Linked DNA regions of Macaca mulatta: region 2 is linked to region 1. The links are chromatin contacts, called in public Hi-C maps. All regions are on one chromosome and are shown on one strand. Each heading gives the region's core, a stretch centred on a gene start, on an enhancer-like site or on the middle of the called end of the contact. The rest is flanking DNA. Distances are from core to core; before and after follow the strand shown.

What was found. Hi-C and Micro-C count contacts between places; a contact is called where the count stands out from the background.
Region 2: a Hi-C map of CD4 T cells shows a contact between it and region 1, with 2.1 times the contacts expected there. The contact joins the promoter of LOC106994818 here to the promoter of VRK3 in region 1. A contact is called at or near these places in 2 of 14 Hi-C or Micro-C datasets (CD4 T cells and cortical neurons).

Annotation. Positions count from the first base shown.
Region 1 is chr19:62,484,430-62,489,328 of T2T-MMU8v2.0, forward strand. VRK3 (VRK serine/threonine kinase 3) reads right to left here and starts at 1,872. Exons shown (of 13, transcript XR_013410074.1): 1 at 1,810-1,872. ZNF473 (zinc finger protein 473) reads left to right here and starts at 2,469. Exons shown (of 5, transcript NM_001260571.1): 1 at 2,469-2,597. It overlaps LOC144337265 (a long non-coding RNA gene), which reads left to right. Exons shown (of 2, transcript XR_013410119.1): 2 at 601-2,356.
Region 2 is chr19:62,534,153-62,539,665 of T2T-MMU8v2.0, forward strand. LOC106994818 reads right to left here and starts at 2,990. Exons shown (of 7, transcript XM_077979921.1): 1 at 2,984-2,990; 2 at 2,566-2,732. The coding sequence starts at 2,990. IZUMO2 (IZUMO family member 2) reads right to left here. Exons shown (of 7, transcript NM_001194696.1): 7 at 3,731-3,829. The coding sequence ends at 3,787.

The DNA.
Region 1 (4,899 bases), core at 622-3,121:
TATCCTCCTTACCTTGCTTTATTTTTCTTCACAGTGGTTGTCACCACCTGACATACTCTGAGTTACTAGAATGTAAGCTTCATAATGGCAGGGACTTTTCCCTGTCTGGTTTGCCACAGTATGCCCAGAGCCTCACACAGGCCTGGCACAGAGCAAATGCTGGGTCTACGTTTGCTGAGTGAATAAATTATTGTCTCCTTTGCATAAGAAAACGTGCCAAGAAGGCAGGGGGGTCCCCAGCTGTGTCACACACATTCATCTTTCAGGCAAGTCTAGACATCTAGCCAGAGACTCAAAGCTCAGGGCCAGAATTATCTAGCTGGATGGTCCTTAAAAAAGACCTGCCACTTAGAAACAGATCTCTGTAGGGGTTAAGAGGATAAACTTGGGACATTATCTGCCTGGGTTTGGATCTTGCTTCTGCCATGTATTACATGATGGTGGGCAAAAAATATATGTTATTTTTTCCCTTTGGGACAGAGTTTTGCTATGTCACCGAGGTTGGAGTGCAGTGGCACGATCTCAGCTCACTTGCAACCTCTGCTTCCTGGGTTCAAGCGATTCTCCCTGCCTCAACCTCCTGAGTAGCTGGGATTACAGGTGCATGCCACCATGCCCGGCTAATTTTTTTAGTTTTAGTAGAGACGGGGTTTCACCATGTTGGCCAGGCTGGTCTCGAACTCCTGACCCCAGGTGATCCGCCCGCCTCTGTCTCCTAAAGTGCTGCAATTACAGGCGGGAGCCACCATGCCCAGTCAAATTTTTTGGATTTTAGAACCTATTACATATTACAACACCGGCGAGATCCAGGGGCAACTCTACATAAGCAAGTATATGATTTGCACAACAAAATCTTTAAAAATTCTAAATAGTCACACATCAGTTCAGAGTGGGTATTGCCAGCAAACAAGTTCAAAGCCAGGTGAGGTTGGGCTACCAGGTAAGTTGCAAAACAGAGAAAAAGATCTTTCAGTTTTTACAACGTTTTGGATTTTAAAGTCATAGATAAAGGATTGCAGACCTGTAAATACTCTTTAACATTTCTTTTTTAGTGTCTGGCATCCCCAACCACCCTGAAAAAGTGAATTAGCTGGGCAGGATTTTTGTTTTAGACACTGCTATAATAACGTGGGCTTGAGCAGTGCCTATTAGACTAGCACCGTTCAAGCCCCGGTTATAGTAGGGTAATATCGGTTGCACGGAGCCTTCCATATAGTAAACACTCAGTAAAAGTTGATGTGCTGAAGTCACCTATGCAATGGCCAGGTCAGGACTTGAAAGCCCAAGACTCCAACCCTCAGGCCAGTCTTTATCTTAATTTATTTGACTTACTCAACAAATGTTTAGTGAACAGCTGCTATGTGTCAACTACTGTATAGTGTTCCTCCTAGAAACTTCAGGAGACAACAGCAAAAAGGCTAAAGGTCAGACCCCACCCCAACGCAGGTGGGCGGTTGCCTAGGCGACAGAGACTCCCTTCGACCCCATCCTCCATAGAAACCATGGGATGACTTAGATGCCAAGTTTGACAGCGGAGGAGCCAAAGGTGGCTTCGGAAGCTCAAGAGAAAGCCAGTGAATCCCGCGACCCGGAGCCGCTCTCATTCCGAACCCCAACCGCAGGGGCCCCCACCTCCCACAAAGGGTCGTGCTGACGTCACGGACACCCCAGCCGAGCTGCGGCTAGGGGGTCGGGGGACGTACGGCCACTCCGCCTCGGTTCCCCTCACCTCTTTACTTACGGACGGGGTTGGGATTCTAGGGTTCTGCAGCCTGACCCTTCGGATCCTCCGCAGTTACCGGGACTCACCTTCTCGGTTGCCCCGCGAAAACTTCCGCTGGGCGGAGAGCGCTGCGCGCGCATCCTGAGCCTGTGGCGTCCGCGCACGCGCCGCGGACTTCCCGACGGCCCCTGGGCTTCGCCTACCTGGGAACTCCGTTTCCCAGAGGCCTCCGCGGCAGGCCCGCCCTCTGATTCCAGACGGAATGGGGATTATTCCGTCATTGCTCATCCCCCTCCCCACCGTTCTAGCCTCTTTGAAAGGCCTTCTGGTTCTACTGCGCATGTGTCAGTGTGAAACCAATCGGAATACACCGTAAGGCATCTCTCCACCAGTCAGAGGTCACATTACCACTTCTCCCGCCTCAACTTCGCCCCTTATTTCCGCGCGTTTTCTCAGAAATCCCGTCTCAACGCGTTTCCATGGCAACCTACCGCTTGCTCTTCGGAAGAGGGGAAGACTCCCAGTCATCTAGTAAAGGCAAGAAGCTAATTAGATGATTATTTAACAAGATAAAAATCTGGACTACAAACCCTGATGCCGCCTGGTCCTGATTCTGTTTCTACTCTACTCCCAGAGTGCTAAGGCTGAAGAAGCGAGAGGATATGGGAAGGCGAACGAAGTCGCCCGCACAGCCCTCTGGGAAATAGAGTCTTGGCGCTGGCGCGGAGGATCCTGGGTGCAGCCGCTCAGAGAAGCTTCTCGCGCGCAGAAAGTTACTGCGAAGAGGCGCGTGTGCGAGGAGTTGAATCTCCCGATCTCCCGCTCCCTCGAGGCTGGGGTTGCGTCTGTTGACGCGGCCGATTACAATCCCGAGGTACGGACACGCTGGGGTTGAGGGACTTGGGGGCTCGGTCCTTCCTGAGAGGTGACGGAATGGAAGTGGGGGCGACTGCGGCAAAGGGTGCGTCGTCTTGGGCGGCGGTTGCCTGGGTGGAGGTGTGAACCGTCTTTCACAGTCTGTTAGGAAAACCGCTCAAGGGCCGGGCACAGTGGATCACTCCTGTAATCCCAGCACTTTGGGAAGCCTTGGCGGGGGATCACTTGCGGCCAGGAGTTCCTCGAGCCCCCTGTCTCTACTAAAAATACAAAAATTAGCTGAGCATGGTGGCGGGCGCCTGTAATCCCAGCCACTCGGGAGGCTGAGGCAGGAGAATCGCTTGAACCCGGGAGGCGGAGGTTGCAGTGAGCCGAGATCGCGCCTGGGTGACAGAGCGAGACTACGTCTTAAAAAAAAAGAAAGGAAGAAAAGCACCTTGGGAGGCCAAGGCGGGCGGATCGCTTGAGCCCAGGATTTCGAGGCTAGCCTGGGCCACATGGTGAAACCCTGTCTCTACAAAAAAAGAAAAAAATACAAAAATTAGCCGGGCTTGGTGGCGCGCGCCTGTAGTCGTAGCTAATTGGGAGACCGAGGTGGGAGGATTGTTTGAACCCGGGAGGCAGAGGTTGCAGTGAGCCGAGATGGCACCACTGCACTCCAGCCTGGGCGACAGAGCAAGACCCTGTCTCAAAAAGAAAAAAGAAAACCGCTAAAGGGGTTTCCAGCCCTCCCTGACGGCCCTGAGAGGAGTGATTCTGTTTTATTTTGGTTTTGGTTGGGGAAGGAGGGAAATGAGTTACCTGAAGTTGGCAGAATGAGTTACCTGAAGTTGGCGGATTTAGGCAGAATCTTGCTGGAGGATGGATGAGAGTTCTTGGGGAAGTTGAAGTACTTAACATTTTCAGTATTTGAGCACTTTCTGTGTGCCAGGCGCCCTGCTGGAGTCCCTTTCCTCTCCTGATCCCTGCAGCAGCACTGACACATAAGTGCAGGTCCCCTTGGCAACAAGGCAATCTTGGGAATCAGAATTTTTCAAATTTTAGAAAGCTAATAGGGTGTGTATTTTATAATTAGTCAGCACCCCCCCCACCCCGAGGAATCTGGGCCAGTTCTTGGTCATAAAATGTTTCTATGGGTCAAGGTGTGGATATTCACACTTAGCAGAATATTAAGACCCTACATGGCCTGTGGCGATCCAGGTGAAGTTTTGCGGTCAGTTTATAAATCAAGTTCCGTTCTTTGGGGCATTTAAAGGACCGTGGATCTGTTGTATTTGTTCCATTTGGTACATGTGGAAACTGAGGCTTAGAGAAGGTAAATGATCTGGAAGGAGGTGCAAGACTCTCAGGCCCAAGGTTTTCAGCCCGATAATTGTTTGGCTTAAGTCACTCTGGGCTGGATGACCTTGGGCTCCACCTCTGGGCCCTCATTTCTTTCCTCCCAGGGCTAAGAGTATATGAGATGTGGACAGAATGTGATTTGGTAACTGCACACAGGGGTCTCAAGCTCAGCTGTCTGTGAGGGCCAGGCAGATAACATACAGGAAAGAAGAGAATTGGTCCAAGTGAGGCTGCGGGGCCTTGGAGAGCACTTGCCTCATATAAAGGGAGAGTTGTGTTTGTTTTTTGTTGTTGTTGTTCTTTGTTTGTTTGTTTTGGAGACAGAGTCTTGCTCTGTCACCCAGGCTGGAGTGCGGTCTCACTGGAACCTCCACCTCTCGGGTTGAAGCGATTCTCCTGCCTCAGCCTCCCAAGTAACTGGAATTACAGCCATGCACCACCACGGCTAATTTTAGTATTTTTGGTAGAGACGGAGGTTTCACCATGTTGACCAGGCTGGTCTCAGACTCCAGTTCAGGTGATCTGCCCACCTCGGCCTCCCAAAGTGCTGGGATTACAGGCATGAGCCACTGCACCCAGCCTCTTTTTAAACTTAAATTTATTTATTTATTTTTTTGGAGGCGGGATCTTTCTCTGTCACCCAGGCTGGAGTACAGTGGCACAATCATAGCTCACTGCAGCCTTGTGATCCTCCTACCTCAGCCTTCCAAGTAGCTGGGACTACAGGCATGTGGTACCACAACTTGCTTATTTTTAAATTTTTTTGTAGAAACAAGGTCTTGTTATGTTGCCCAGGCTGGTCTCGAACCCACTTCAGCCTCCCAAGGTGCTGGGATTATAAGCATCCCCCACTTGCCTAGCACTGGTCGGAGAGCTTTTTTTTTTTTTTTTTTGAGACAGAGTATGGCTCTGTGGCCCAGGCTGGAGTGCAGTGGCCGGACCTCAGCTCACTGCAAGCT
Region 2 (5,513 bases), core at 1,740-4,239, 51 kb after region 1:
AGGGAAGCTAAAGAGGGAGAATCACTTGCACTCAGAAGTTTGAGACCAGCCTGGGCAACATAGTGATACCCCCAACTCTACAGAATATAGAAAAGCTAGCTAAGCACAGTGGTGAGCATGTGTAGACCCAGCTACTCAGGAGGCTGAGGTAGGAGGATCAATTGAACACAGGATGGCAATGCTGCAGTGAGCTGTGATGGTGCCAGCCTGGGCAAGAGACCAAGACCCTGTCTCAAAAAAAAAAAAAAAAAAAAAAAAAAAGTAAACCATATATGTGCTCATGAGCAAAAGCTAGGTGGCCCATTGCCAGAATGAAATAATAATAGGTGTTACTTATTGACAACACGTTGTGAGCTTTACTAGTTGACTGAGCTGGCACCACCACCCTATGAAGAAGGCGTTGCTCTCCCTATTTTACAGACAAGGACACTGAGATAGAGGATTTATGTCATCCCCCCAAACTCCCAGAGCTAGTTGAGGATGGAGGCAGGATTTGAATCCAGGTCCAGCCCATATTTGCAACCACTTCATTTTACTGCTGCCAAGTTTGCTCCTTTTTCCTTGCATCCTGATAACCAAATGCTCCAAGCACAGGTTGTACTGTCAGCTGAGGCTCTAGAGTCAGGGTGGCATGGAGCAGAGCCTCAGCTAATCTATAATAGGCATGTCATATTGTGGAGACAAAGGTGACTCCATCTTGGATGGTAATCTGCCTTGTTGACTTCTGATTAATCCTAGTCCTGGGAATGCCTTCTTATTTCTACTTTACTTACTGTCTCTAGTGTAAGAACATGTCAACCCTGATGTTTTCACACTAATTATAGGCTATGACACAAACAGCATTCCTTTTTTTTTTTTTTTTTTCTGAGACGGAGTCTTGCTCTGTGCCCCAGGCTGGAGTGCAGTGGCGCGATCTCGGCTCACTGCAAGCTCCGCCCCGCCGGGTTCACGCCATTCTCCTGCCTCAGCCTCCCAAGTAGCTGGGACTACAGGCGCCCGCCACCTCGCCCGGCTACTTTTCTTGTATTTTAGTAGAGATGGGGTTTCACCGTGTTAGCCAGGATGGTCTCGATCTCCTGACCTCGTGATCCGCCCGTCTCGGCCTCCCAAAGTGCTGGGATTACAGGCTTGAGCCACCGCGCCCGGCCTCACAAACAGCATTCTTGCCTGTTCTGGAGGGTTGTCTTAACCCTTGTCTTGCTAAAGCAAGTATTCCCCTTCCGTATGTGAGATAAGCCTTGGGATTAGGGAGTAACTGTGTGGAGATAGATCTGTCCTGCTGCCACCCAAGACCCCATGCTTCCCTTTGTAAGTTCCCCAAATAAATCACCCCTTACCAACGAACTGGGTTTGTCTCCCTCTTTTTTGGTTTATTGGATCCTTCCACATTTGGGGATTATTTTGCATAAATAGTCCTTATATGGAACACACATGAACAAGGAGTAAGCCTTCATCACTATAAGCCATGAAGGAGGTTGTGGGGGTGTTACTGAAGCACAACTACTTATCCTGGCGGATACAACTGTCTCCAAAGGCTTTGATGAAGCTGAAATTTGATATTAAATACAAGTTATTATCAGAACTTTGCAAGTCATTAACTGCTCTGTGCCTCAGTTTCCTCATTGTACATGGGGCAATAATAAGTACCCTCTTAATCAGGTTATGAGATTTGAATAGGTAGATAGAAGTAAAGCCATTAGAACAGTATGTGACAGATAGAAAACACCATGTAAGTGTTTGCTATTATTAAAAACGCGTTAGGCTAGGCACGGTGGCTCAAGACGGAGTCTCACTCTATCGCCAAGCCGGAGTGCAGTGGCACGATCTCGGCTCACTGAAACCTCCGCCTCCAGGGTTCAAGCGATTTTCCTGCCTCAGCCTCCATAGACGCGCGCCACCACGCCCTGATAACTTTTGTATTTTTACCAGAGACGGGGTTTCACCAACACGCCCTGCTAACTTTTGTATTTTTACTAGAGACGGGGTTTCACCGTGTTGGCCAGGATGGTCTTGATCTCTTGACCTGGTGATCTGCCCACCTCAGCCTCCCAAAGTGCTGGGATTACAGGCGTGAGCCACCGCGCGCGGCCCCAACTGTGACTATTTGCTCTTCCTTCCACCTTTTCCCACGACTGCTTTCGGAAAACACCTACTTTTCTTACAAGAACAAGTTCTTACAGCCTCTCCTGCAGTAAACTTTCTCTGATTTCCACCGAGCTCAGCCGGAGCTGGCAACTCGCTCTCCTGGGTTCGCACAGGAACATTCCAGTATCTTAGATCCTATAGGGCTATGTGCTAACCGCCGTGTTGTAATTCTTTGTAACTGTCCGTCTCTCTCGCTCCAGTCTCATCACACTATAATTTATGTAAGTCTTAATTATCTGTTTATTCCGCACTTCTCCCAGGAAATTTCCAGGAATTTGAGGAAATGTCTGGACCTGCAGCATGAAGACGTTAAAACAAACCCGTAACACTGCTCACCACTGGCCAAGCAAAAAGTATTTTGGGACCACTAGTTTGCGACCCTCAAACTTGAGTTTTTCCCAGGTGCTGCAGTCCGGCTACCAGTTCACAGGTGCGCGTGAAGTCAAGAACCTCTGACGCATCTGCGGTAGCCACGTCCCCGGCCAGCGCACAGGCGACGGTGACGTAGCGCGCACCAGGAAGAGAGTCGTCATGGCAACCAGCGTTCCGTCGCCCGGCCACGTCAGCAGGAGACTGGAGCCGGCTCCCTGCGGAGGCGCGGAGTCGAGAAAAAGAGGAGGGTGCAGTTCTCGGATATAGCGAGGCCCAGACATTAGGGCCTAGTTCCCGCGGACTTTCAACGGGGAGTAATAGCCAATGCCGCGTAGGACAGTGCGCCTGCGCAGGCTGAGTCCGTAAACTACCATTCCCAGAGTCCTTCCGGTTGCAGCCAGATCAATTTCAGAGGTTGACGCCAGTGCTCTACCTCTTCAAACCTGCTCATTCAAGGCGCACGTACTGCGCATGTGCTAAAATGGTATCTTGGCAACGGATGGCTGGAACAGAGAAGTCAAGGTTTCGACCAATCAGAAGTCGCGCTCGGCCGGGCGCGGTAGCTCGCGCCTGTAATCCCAGCATTTTGAGAGGCCGAGGAGGGCGGATAACTTGAGGTCTGGAGTTCGAGACCAGCCCGGCCAACATGGTGAAACCCCGTCTCTACTAAAAATACAAAAATTAGCTGGGCATGGTGGCACATGCCTGTAATTCCAGCTATTCCGGAGGCTGAGGCAGGAGAATAGCTTGAAACCGGGAGGCAGAGGTTGCAGTGAGCCGAGATCATGCCACTGCACTCCAACCTGGGCGACAGAGCAGGACTCCATCTCCAAAAAAAAAAAAAAAAAGTATCCGAATCTAGTATTCAGGTGCACAGAGGGTGAATAATTGCAGTTCAGATAGAGAAGAAAACCTGCGCCTTCCACATTGACCACCGCTCTTCCTGTTTAACCATCCTCGAGGGTTACACTGAGTCATGTCCTTTCAGATGCATTTCCTTCCCAGAGGAGAAATGGTTGTCCCTTCAAACCCTTACAATATGCTGTCCATCCTTTTTGAAGGTCCAAGTCACTTCTACCTTGTATTAGGATAATGGGTGTCTACAGATGAGTGGGATCTGGTCCCAGCTTTTGAGGAGCATCCAGTCAGGTAGAGAAACACAGCTGGACGCCAACTAGGGGGAGGGTCCCCAGGAAACGGACAGAGACATTGATGGATTTGTCACCAATTTTATTAATTTTCCTTTCTCCTTATCCCCAAACCACCGTCCTACTGCAGCAGGAGTTTTCGGTTTTGTCTGTATGTACAAGCCCTGGTCAGAGAGAAAAAGCCTGTAGATTAGAATGAGAATTTCAGGCTCCTCCAGATCAAAGGACCCATAACTTCCCTCCAATCTTTGGCTTGATTTGGCTCATCCAGTGATGTCATGGGTATCTGGGCAGATTTTCAGGGTTCTCTGCCAATCGGAGTTGGTGAGGAGAGAGGAGAGAAAAGTTGGGACCAGGGGTGATGGTAAAATGTGGGAACAGAAAGAGTCTAAAAAGACAAGAGGAGACACAGGCAGAAATGGAGAGAGATAAGGTAGAGACAGGGTATAGTGGAAGCAGGTATAGTGGGCTACACTGTGTCACCCACCCCAAAGATATATCCAAGTCCCAACTCCTAGTATCTGGGAATGTGACCTCAATTGGAAACACAGTCTTTGCAGATGTAATTAAGTTAAGGTGACATGAGATTTAGGATGGGCCTTACATCTAAAGACAGGTGTCCTTAGAAGAGAAAGGAGAGGGAGATTTGAGACGGACACACAGGAAACAAAGCCATGTGAAGACAGAGGCAGGGATTAGAAGGGAGCCAAGGAATGCCAGCAGCCACCAGCAGCTAGGACACAGGCATGGGGTGGATTCACTCTCAGAGGCTCCGGAAGGAACCAACTTTGCCAACCCCTTGATTTCAGACTTCTGCTTTCAGAACCCAGAGAATACATTTCTTTTGCTTTAAGTCACCCAGTTTGTGGTGATGTTACAGCAGCAATAAGAAATGAATACACAGGGAGACAGAGAAATGAGGAGAGAGAGTTGGAAGAGAGGCTGAGCAAGTACACAGTGAGAGCTGGCCTGCAGGGAGCACTCCCCATGCGCTAAGTGTTATTAAGAGCGTTCACTGGCCAGGCATGGTGGCTCATGAGTAATCCCAGCACTCTGGGAGGACGAAGCAGATGGATCACCTGAGGACAGGAGTTTGAGACCAGCCTGGCCAACATAGCGAAACCCCGTCTCTACTGAAAATACAAAAATTAGCTGGGGTGGTAGAGGGCACCTGTAGTCCCAGTTACTCGGGAGGCTGAGGCAGGAGAATCGCTTGAACCTGGGAGGCGGAGGTTGCAGTGAGCCAAGGTTGCAAAATCACGCCACTGCCCTGTAGCCTGGGCCACAAAGCAAAACTCTGTTTCAAGAAAAAAAAAAAGAAAAAATTAAGAAAAAAAGAGCATTCACTGATTCACTGCTCATCACACCCCCCAGCGGGAGGTGGTGGCATTACTCCCTTTTTGCAGATGAAGAAACTGAGGCGTTAGGGAAAGGAGATTAATGGGACACTTGGAGGAGGCAGAGAGAGAGAGAGAGAGAGAAATTGAGACAGAGAGGGGAAGACAGGGGCCGGAGAAGGGGCTCGGGGGGGCACAAGTAGAAAGAGACAGGGAGATAAACTTAGAGGGGGAGAGGAAGGTGAAAGCCACTTCCTTCCTAGGCACAGGGCCTGGGGTCCATGGAAATGTTTTCACTGTAGTATCTTTGAAAGCCAGAAGAAGATAAATGAATGTAACAGTAATTATGATGACGAATAGAACATAATTAATCCAACTTGGATGATATTTGTCTTTCTACCAAGGAATCCACAAAACATAACTTTTAGGGTTTTTTTGTTTTTGGTTTGTTTTTAGTGTAAGAAGAGGCCCACAAAGGCAAAAGTGCTGAGGACCCAGGAAGGTTGTAATG